Regions from separate parts of the Mus musculus genome. Here all the other regions are linked to region 1. Evidence: chromatin contacts called from public Hi-C data. All regions are on one chromosome and are shown on one strand. Each heading gives the region's core, a stretch centred on a gene start, on an enhancer-like site or on the middle of the called end of the contact. The rest is flanking DNA. Distances are from core to core; before and after follow the strand shown. Region 1 holds the start of Arglu1 (arginine and glutamate rich 1). Region 2 holds the start of Trappc5 (trafficking protein particle complex 5). Region 3 holds the start of Upf3a (UPF3 regulator of nonsense transcripts homolog A (yeast)).

The links. Hi-C and Micro-C count contacts between places; a contact is called where the count stands out from the background.
Region 2: a contact with region 1 is called in a Hi-C map of muscle stem cells, with 4 times the contacts expected there. The contact joins the promoter of Trappc5 here to the promoter of Arglu1 in region 1. A contact is called at or near these places in 1 of 484 Hi-C or Micro-C datasets (muscle stem cells) and 1 of 9 other capture datasets (adipose tissue).
Region 3: a contact with region 1 is called in a Hi-C map of Th1 cells, with 7 times the contacts expected there. The contact joins the promoter of Upf3a here to the promoter of Arglu1 in region 1.

The regions. Positions count from the first base shown.
Region 1 is chr8:8,689,056-8,692,028 of GRCm38.p6, reverse strand. It overlaps Arglu1 (arginine and glutamate rich 1), which reads left to right and starts at 1,492. Exons shown (of 4, transcript NM_176849.3): 1 at 1,492-2,052. The coding sequence starts at 1,712. Mir7654 (microRNA 7654) reads left to right here and starts at 1,867; the gene lies at 1,867-1,936.
Region 2 is chr8:3,674,613-3,678,027 of GRCm38.p6, reverse strand. It overlaps Trappc5 (trafficking protein particle complex 5), which reads right to left and starts at 1,551. Exons shown (of 2, transcript NM_025701.4): 1 at 1,425-1,551. Gm45231 (a long non-coding RNA gene) reads left to right here and starts at 1,629. Exons shown (of 2, transcript XR_870093.2): 1 at 1,629-1,801.
Region 3 is chr8:13,784,077-13,787,094 of GRCm38.p6, reverse strand. It overlaps Upf3a (UPF3 regulator of nonsense transcripts homolog A (yeast)), which reads right to left and starts at 1,480. Exons shown (of 9, transcript NM_025924.2): 1 at 1,211-1,480; 2 at 842-948. The coding sequence starts at 1,411. It overlaps Gm46032 (a long non-coding RNA gene), which reads left to right and starts at 2,039. Exons shown (of 2, transcript XR_001778519.2): 1 at 2,039-3,018.

The DNA.
Region 1 (2,973 bases), core at 243-2,742:
GCACATGCCTTTAATCCCAGCACTTGGAAGGCAGAGGCAGGCGGATTTCTGAGTTCGAAGCCAGCCTGATCTACAAAGTGAGTTCCAGGACAGCTACACAGAGAAACCCTGTCTCAGAAAAAAAAAAAAAAAAAAAAAAAGACCTTGGGTTACATCCCCAGCACCACACACACACATAAAAAGAAAGAATGAGGCTACGATGGTGATGGTGTACGCCTTTAATCCCAGCATTTGGGAGGCAGAGGCAGGCAGATCTCTGAATTCCAGATCAAACTGGACTACAAAGCTAGTTCCATGATAGACCACAGAGCTGTCCAGGGCTGCAGAGAGAAACTGTCTCAAAAAAACCTACACATACACACACATACAGAGAGGTAGAGTGGAATCCTTACTGCCTTTGAACCTCCAGAAGAACCCTTCCTCTAAACTTCATGAATTGGACCTAATATGCAATGTTTCAGCATTAAAAGGTGGGCCCTTTGGGAAAGAGAGTAAGCCCTGGGGCTTTGGTTTAAAAAAAAATGCAACTAGTGTGTTTTGTGTGTGTGTGTTTTGTTTGGTTGGGGTTTTTTTGGCCTAGTGTTCTTAAGATGTTTACAAGGGAACCCTTATCTTATGCATTCTTTTCCCCTCCTAAGGTCTCCTGCTGGAAGCTCAGACAGAATCCTTAGCACAAACAGATCCACTACTTAATAGAGTTCTCAGCCTCCAGAACTGTAGGAAACAACTTTCTCTTGGGTATAAAATAATGAGTCATTGGTATTTTGCTATAGCAGCTCAAAAACTAAAAGACTCATTGAGATAGGCCACTACCCATTTTTCTTTTCGATGTCTTTAAAGAGAGCTATTGCTCTCTGGGACTAGGCCTTGAGCTCATTATGTAGTCCAGGCTGGCAAAATCCACAAAACTGTAACCTTTTAAATAAAACTTTATTAAGAGCATTTAACTGGCTCTAACATATACATTCTTAAGAAAACTTGGGACTCCTCTGGGCATTGTTCTAATTTATTGTTTGTTTACAATAAATTATTAACAATTTATTAATTGTTCTGGTTGGTATGTATGCATGCATGTATGTATGTATGTATGTGTGCAACCCCAGCTGGCCTCCAACTTACTAAATAGCCAAGGCTGACCTTGGACAACTGGTCCTTCTGATCCATCTTCTAGGGGCTAAAATTCTGGGCATGTACCACCACATCCAACTCACAATTGATACATTCTCAATGCTGGCTAAGGAAACAACAGGACTTTCCCAATTACTCGGGCCTTATCCTGTCTTTCAGCCAAGGCTCATCATAAATATTCTCCAACTCCTAAGGTTTTCGTGGGTCTTGTTGAGGTGAAAGTTAAAGACCTGAAGGCTGGCCAGCATTCTTCTCTTTAGTTGCCACGCAGCGGCGGAAAGAGCCGAGCGCGCTCGGCCGCATTCGCCGGCCCTCCTAGGCGACGTCGTCAGGGGGCGGGGCTCGTGCCGGCACGCTCGGCGCGGGGCATTGTGGGAAGGGCGGCCGGTGCTGCCACAGCTGCCATCTTAGGGACTCCGGGCCGGGCCTGCTAGGCCTTCGCGGCGGAGGCGGCCGTGTGCGTGGCGGGTGCGCTTGGGGCGAGGCGGAGGGTCCGCGGGCGGGGGGCCGCGCTTCCCAGCGGCGAGGGGGCGGCCTGCGGCGGGCAGCGGGCGACAGGCGGCGGGCGCCGCGCGGCGCGAGGATGGGCCGGTCGCGGAGCCGGAGCTCGTCCCGCTCTAAGCACACCAAGAGCTCCAAGCACAACAAGAAGCGCAGCCGCTCGCGCTCGCGCTCGCGGGACAAGGAGCGGGTGCGGAAGCGCTCCAAGTCCCGGGAGAGCAAACGGAACCGGCGGCGGGAGTCGCGCTCCCGCTCGCGCTCCACCAACGCGGCGGCATCCCGGCGCGAGCGGGAGCGCGCCTCGTCCCCGCCCGACCGCATCGACATCTTCGGGCGCACGGTGAGCAAGCGCAGCAGCCTGGACGAGAAGCAGAAGCGCGAGGAGGAGGAGAAGAAGGCGGAGTTCGAGCGACAGCGAAAAATGTGAGGGGCGCGCGGCTGGAGGCGCGGGGCGCGCTCACGGGGGCCGGGTGGGGCGGGAGCGCCGGCCCGGAAGTCCGAGTTGAGGGCGCGAGGCGGGAGGTTGGCGGGGCTGCGGATCCCCGGGCCCGAGGCGTTGGAGCGCAGGGCACCTGTGCGGGGGTCCGTCCCGGGGCGCGCCCGGCTTGAGAGTGTGGGCCCTTTCTGAACCTCCTTTCATACGGTCGTTCAAAGACAGATGCACAAAGTTGCAGCGGACACCCGGGGTGCCTCTCCGGCCCCTCTCTTTTTTGTCTTGGCCTCAGCCCCTCTAGTGAGCATGCTTGACCCTACTGTTGACCCTGCTGTTTGCCCGCCTAAATGCTTCTAGTTTCAGAGCGCTCTTATCCGAATTTTTCACTTAGGGCAAAACCGGTTCCCATCAGGGGACTGGACTTGAAATTTGGGGGAAGATCACGTGGTTTTGAGTGAGGCGGCTTTCGATGTGAAAGTAGGTGTTGATGACCCAACCAGAGTAAACTTGAACGTTGTGAAGTACTTTTTTAAAAAAGATGTGCCCAGCCCCCCTCCCCCCCCCCGCCCCAGCCACGTGGAGCAATAATACTAAGCATATGTGTTCCCTGTTAAGCCAGCCATCGTTTCCGGAGTAATTAACTGAAGACTTGAATAAGTGGTTATGAAGCAGGAACTAGGTAGTTTGTGTATATGACTTGTGTAGGGGTTTCTATTTTCTGCAAAAAAATAGAAGGCAGATTTTTGTGGTAGGCAGGTTTTCCAGAAGCCCCTAGGAGGGAGGTAAGGGATTGAACACAGCGAAGCACTGTAGTGGAACTGGGGTCTTGGCTTGTACTGTTTCTCAGTACACCTTGGCCACATAGAATCCTGTTAGGATCTGGAACAAGCCTGTAGCTTAGTAGAACATAG
Region 2 (3,415 bases), core at 302-2,801, 5.0 Mb after region 1:
CCCCATTTGATCCCAGAACCCACAGAGTACAAGGAGAGAACTCACTCTCAAAAGTTGCCCTTTACCCCCATGCACACTCACAAATACACACATGTGCACACAAACATGCAATGAATAAATTTTTTAAATGTAAATAAATAAATCTAAAAAAAATTTTAATGTAATTTTTAAGAAGCTGGCATGTGGCAGGGGAATGGTTAAAACTTAAGGTGCCACACATGATGAATGCACACCTTTAATCCCAGCACTCAGGAAGCAGAGGCATCTCTGTGAGACTGAGGACAGCCAGAGCTGTTACACAGAGAAACTGTCTCAAAAAAATTTAATTAGTCAATCAATCAATCAAAAAGGTGGAATACAGAGAGGCCACAAAACTGGAGGAGCACACCTGCAGCCCCAGCACTCCAGAGACTGAGGCAGTAAGATGGCAGAAAGTGGCCAGCCCGGGTGAGTTCCAGGACTGCCTAGAGCACAGTGAGACCCTGTGCAATGGTTCGTCTTCACGACCTAGATTTAGAATCACCATGAAAACACGTCTCTGGATTTCCAGAGGGAAGACCCAGTATGAATACAGGCATCACCACCCTAAGGTAAAAAGAAGGAAGTGATCTTGGCGCCAGCATTCGACTGTGGATGCAATGCCAGCGGCCTCATGCTCCTGAAACCATGTGTCAATAGCCGAATAAACAGACCTTTCCTTCTTCTGGTTGCTTTTGTCGGGTATATATGACCACAACAAGAAGGAGAAAAGCACTAATACACTCTGTCTTTAAAGCGGGGGCGGGACATTGGTGAATGGAGAGGGGACAAAGGACAGTCAATTATGTTTTCCCTAGCCGGCATGTGCTCCAGCTCTGACTACCCTAGAGACCTTCCTGCCCAACCCCTCCAGGAAAGCTAGAAAAGTATGTGACAGTAAGGGACACCGGTGAGCCAAGGCCAAGCCAGGAGGGGGTGCAAAAAATTCCCAACCCTGTAACATGAGGTTGGGGAGCGGCGGAAGTGTCTATTTGTCATGAAGGAAGCCGTTTCCACGGTGACCCTTAACTCTAAAAGAGATCCCGTCGGAACTCATACTCCCACAAAGTCTCTAGAAAACTGCACGGATGATGGGGACACTAGTGGAGGAGGCAGGAGGAAGCGGTGAGAGCCTCTGGGCCTCCCGTGCCGGCAGCCGGGAGTCACAACAGTGAATGGAGACCACCAGGTGAAGCCTTCATGGCTTCTGGAGAATGGATTGGAGCCGACAACCCTCCCCTACAAAGCATGTCCCACGGGCCAGGTCTTGGGAGATTAGGATGGACCGTCCGGCTCCCCAGCTGGGGAAAGGAACCGTGCAGAATGCTCGACTGGGCTGCTCTAGGACGCCCGGCCGGGACCGCGGAACCCGCATCACCCCCAGGGGAAACCCAAAGCAGACTGACCCGGGAACGCTGCTCCGGACGCACAGAAAAAAAGACGAGGCCCGAGCGCGCCGGAGAAGGTTCTCGGGCGGGGAAAGGTCTCAACCGGAACTGTGCTGCGGGCGGGTCAGCGGAACTCCTTGATGGCGTCGTAAAAGGCCTGTGAGTGCGCAGGCGTGCGCGGGCTAGCTCGTTTGCGCACGGAGGGCGGGGCAATGCGGTGACCGAGAGGGGCCGCAAGGGGGCGCCCGTGTCCAAGCCCCGCGGCGCAGAACGCTGGTGGGCACTGGGCTATGAGATCTTGCTATAAAAGCTGGCTTTTGAGCAAGAGTGTAGTATGCAAAGTATTCTATCCCAGGAGCACGTGCATGCCCTCGGGCACGTATCTTCTTAAGTATGTAAGTACGTGAACTGTAGACGTGATGTATTTACACGCAATTTCCCCTGACACGTGATTTTTTTTTTACCAGTGGGTGAAGGAGAACGCTTGATCTGGGGGTGTTTTTCCATCTTTCACAGATGGTGTAGCTGCAGTGTTTTAGAAGTAGTAGTAGTTTTACCTGCGGAGGCGTCTGACCATCCTTATCCTCCCTTTGTGTGTCAGTGTGTCTCATGTGCCCAACACTCCTGTGTGCAGAGACCAGAGGTTGACACTGAGTCTATCTCTATTGCTCTGGAACTTATTTTAAGACAGGGTCTAACTACTGGACCTGGGGTAACCATTTCTGCTAGCTGTCAAGCATCTCAGAAAATCCTTCTGTCTGCCCCACAAACACCTCACTGGCTGGCAGTTCTGGGGTTACAGGTGTGACCAACACACCCAGCAATTTTTTTTTTTTAATGTAGGTACTCAGGATCAAACTCAGATCTTTACAATTGTACTTTATCTATTAAGACACCTCCCCAGCCCCTTAATTTTTTGTGCTGTATATTGGTTGGTTGGTGGTTGTTTGAAACAGTCTTGCTATGTAGACCAAGATGACAACAAAATTAAGGTGATATATGTGCCCAGAGCTTCCCGTGTTTAGCTGATCTTTTTAAGAGGAAACACAAGCGGCAGAAAGAATGTAGGTCATTTTCTCCTGGAGTCTATTCATATCTCCAACCTGCATAAGTCAGGTGCAGGTTTAATTATGTCTTTTACAATGCTGCAGATGAAACCCAGGGCCTCACAATGGCTAGGCAAGTGCTTTACAGATGAACCATGCCACTGCCCCATATGCTTAATTTAAAAATTCATAGCATTGACTGAGACAGATGCAGATACTTACACCCAACCATTGGACTGAAGTCGGGGACCCCTATGTTTGAATTAGGGGAAGGATTGAAGAAGCTGAAGGGGAGAGCATGACCCCACAGGAAGACATTCTTACTCTCTCTGACTCTCTTCCCTCCCTGACCCCTTTCTCCCTCTCTCCTCATCCCCCTCCCCCTCTCTCCACAGGTTCCTGGCTGGCCTCTCCTCTTCTCTCCGCCTCTCTCTCTCTCTCTCTCTCTCTCTCTCTCTCTCTCTCTCTCTCCTCCCTTCCCAATCAGTCAGGGAGCCTGCGTGGGTCAGACATAGATCCTCTGACTACATATTATGTTTTGTAGCTTGATCTTCCTGTAGGATTCCTAACAGTGGGAGCAGGGGCTATCTCTGACTCTTTAGCATGCTTTTGGGACTCTTTTTCTCCTATTGAGTTGCCTTGTCCAGGCTAAATATAAGAGGATGTACCTAGTCTCATTGCAACTTGATTGGCTGAGATCCCTGGGAGGCCTGCCCTTTTCTGAAGGAGTGGATCTGGGGGAGAGGGATGGTGAAAGGGAGGGAGCTGGAGGAGAGGAGGGAGGCGGGGCTGCTATCAGGGCGTGATATCTGAGAGAAGAATTAAAAGAACTATGAGAAGAAATGAAAACAATGTGGGGCTTTCTAGCTAAAGAATTCAAAATTTTAAAAATAAACGAATAAATACCAGCATTCAATAGGCAGAGGCAAGTGGCTCTCTATGAGTTTAAGGACAACCTGGTCT
Region 3 (3,018 bases), core at 231-2,730, 5.1 Mb before region 1:
TTTAGAGCCATTTCTGGTACATCTGAACAAGAACGAGACTTGTCTAGGCTCCTTCATGGATGACATGCTGTATTTTGAATGGGTGTCAGACCACGTACCAAGGAAAAACTAAATCATTCTCCCCGTCTCACACACAACTCTTTTCACAGGTAGGAACGATTCCATTCCATTTCACAAAGAATACAGAAGTTTAGAGAAATCTGTTGTTCGTACAGAGGGTGCAAGTTACAAGCTGGGACCGGAATTGCACACCGAGTAATTGCACACTGTTCTTTTAGCCATTTTTCTAAACTTCAGCCACCTGAAAACCACCTGTGGTTTTTCAAAGGATACCCATTTAATTATTCATATTTTTATTAGAATAGACTTTAAAAAAAATAACAAAACAAAATTGGTATCCCAAAGGAAAGCGTATATGACACAAATGAGAAAGAATACCATAAAAGGATATAAAAATAAGTATCGTGGAAAACCCACGAATTCCTGTGGCACTGACATCTGCTGCTTAGGTCAGCCCTGCGTTGCTCGCATCCCCACAGGCAGGGAACCTTCTGGCTGGGTGGTGGTGCAAGCAATGAGAGATTCCACTTCTCAGGGCTCAGTTACTGGTCCCTCACTAGGGAAAACACTCCAGACTCAACGTGTGTAAGGGATGCAGTCCGGTTTTGCTCATCATACAGTTTATTAAAAGCTACGCCGAGGAAGGCATGGTAACGGGCTGACGAGGTGACTTGCCCGCTCCTAACGTGGGCGTGCACTGACAGCTGGGAGGGGACTGCAACTGCGAGCGCCCGCGGGGTCCTCCATCCTTCACCAGTGGGTGTCCCGCAGCAGCCCTCACCTGAGGTCCGCAGCCACCACCTCGAAGTAATCGTGCGCCGGCAGGGGGCGCAGTTGCTCTTCCAGCTGCTCTTTGGTGAGGCCCGGGGGCAGACGCCGGAGGACCACCTGGGATGACCATTGCGTTCACTCAGGTGCTGCCGCCCGCCACGCCCACTCAGCCTGAGGTTCCCCGGAGCTCGGGGGACCGCGGCTCCCCAGCTCCACCCCGACTCGCTAATCCTAGTCCAGACTGCTCGCAACAGCCCGCATCACTTCGGAGACTAGGCTCCGCCCCTGAGATGAACAACCCGCCCCGCCCTCCCCAAGCCCCGCCCACCGGGGGGCTTAGAAGCCGTCCTCTCGCGAGACTTGCGGGCCCCGCCCCCACCTTGCTCAGGGCTGTCCTCTTCTCCTCGCGAGGCTTGCCGGCCCCGCTCTCACTTAGGGTCGGGGCCGGAGGCGCCGCCGACTCCTTCCGCGGTGACTCGCGGCGGCAGTGGGTCTCTGAGCTCGATAGTTTCTCCCTCCAGCTCGGGCCCCGCGCAGCCAGGGCTGCGCCTAAGCCTCCGGCCCCCTCTTCCGAGCGCATCCCCACCGGCCGGCCGGCCGCCGCCACCTCCGCGAGAACGAAGCCTCGCGAGGACTAGGCAGCCCCTCCCTTGGAATTCGGTGTTCAGTGTCCCCTCCCCGGCCCTGACAGGGAAGGGGCGGTGCCAATGCTGGCCCGCGCCTGTAGGGGGCAGCGCGGCAGTTTTTAAAAGACAGCGGACGTCCTAGAACGGCGGCGACGGTGAAGGAGATCGGTGCTGCCAGCCACGCGGAGAGCAGATGCTCACTCCGGACGTCCCGTGCGCTGCTGACCTGCGGTGGGGACTGGGAGCCCCCGGTCCACCCGGAGTCACTGGGACAGTACCGAAAGTAAACCCGTCGCTCTCCTCGCCCCACTCTGCCCTCCGCCTCCCTCCTACACGTTTTCTCTGTTGAGACAGGGCTTTGTGTAGCCTTGATTGTCCTGGAACTCACTCTGTAGACCTGGCTCTCCTGGAGCTCAGAGATCCTCTGCCTCCTGGGATTAAAGGCGTCTGGCTTTTTATTTTTATTTTATTTGTAGCAGATATACGAACAATACAGTTTTCCCATGTGCTCAATGATGTATAGCACCATTCTCCCTACGTTAATGGTAAAGGAGAATGAGAGATTTTCAGAAATCGATCGTGGCACTCCTGAAATGTGACGTTTTAAATAAGCCAAAGACTCAAAACCGTTTAGGTCTGCGTCAAACAGGCCTCAAACATCGAGAGTTCTATAAAAGCCTGGGCAAGAGCGGTTTTCCAGTATTTCGTGTTGCAAAGAAAGCTAGGACTGAGCCCATCACTTGAACCAGCTCAGTTTGGAATAACCAGTTACACTGACCAGAAGTTCTGATAGCCTCTTAACCTTTATTAGGAAGAAAACACACGTGTGAGAGGCTGATAAAAATGTGGACGACGAGTTGTCAGGAAAAACCAACCCATACCCAGTTGTTAAGATAGTACAAGGTCGATGGATAGTAACTTCACAATGGAAGAAAGTTGGAACATTACAAGCTTGGAGCCAAAATTATCTCGGGCTGGCTTTTGCCCCCTTAAAGATAAAGCCATTGACTGTCCTCCTGTGTGCCTGACCCAACACCCTTTCACCTGTCTGGCAAACTGCTGGTTAGTTTATGTCAGCTTGACTCAAAATAGTCACTTGGTTGTGAAGAGGAAAGAGTTGAGGCATTATTTTCATCAGATTGGCCTGTGGAACAGTTTCTTGACTAATGGACGTGAAAGGGTCCCACAGCAGTTGGACCTTGCTTGTAATAAAGCCAATAAGCATTCTCTGTGGCCCTGCTAGTTCTTGCCTCCAAACTCCTACTTGAATTTCTTCTCTGATTTCCCTCACTGAGGGATGTGACCAGAGAGCTAGAAGAGGAACTAAATCTCTTCCTCCCACAAGTTGCTTTTGGTCAGTGTTCAGAGTGTAATGAGTTGTGGAAACATGAAAGATACCATTGAAAGAAGAGAGACATTATGAAGTATCAGAGGGATACCAGGGATGTTCTTGTGATATTTGGATTAAGAATCTACCTTTATTGGGACAAATAATGATGGTTAGCTGGGGATGAAGAATCAGTTGTGATTAATAAGACCAGCATCATCAAAGTGCAATTTT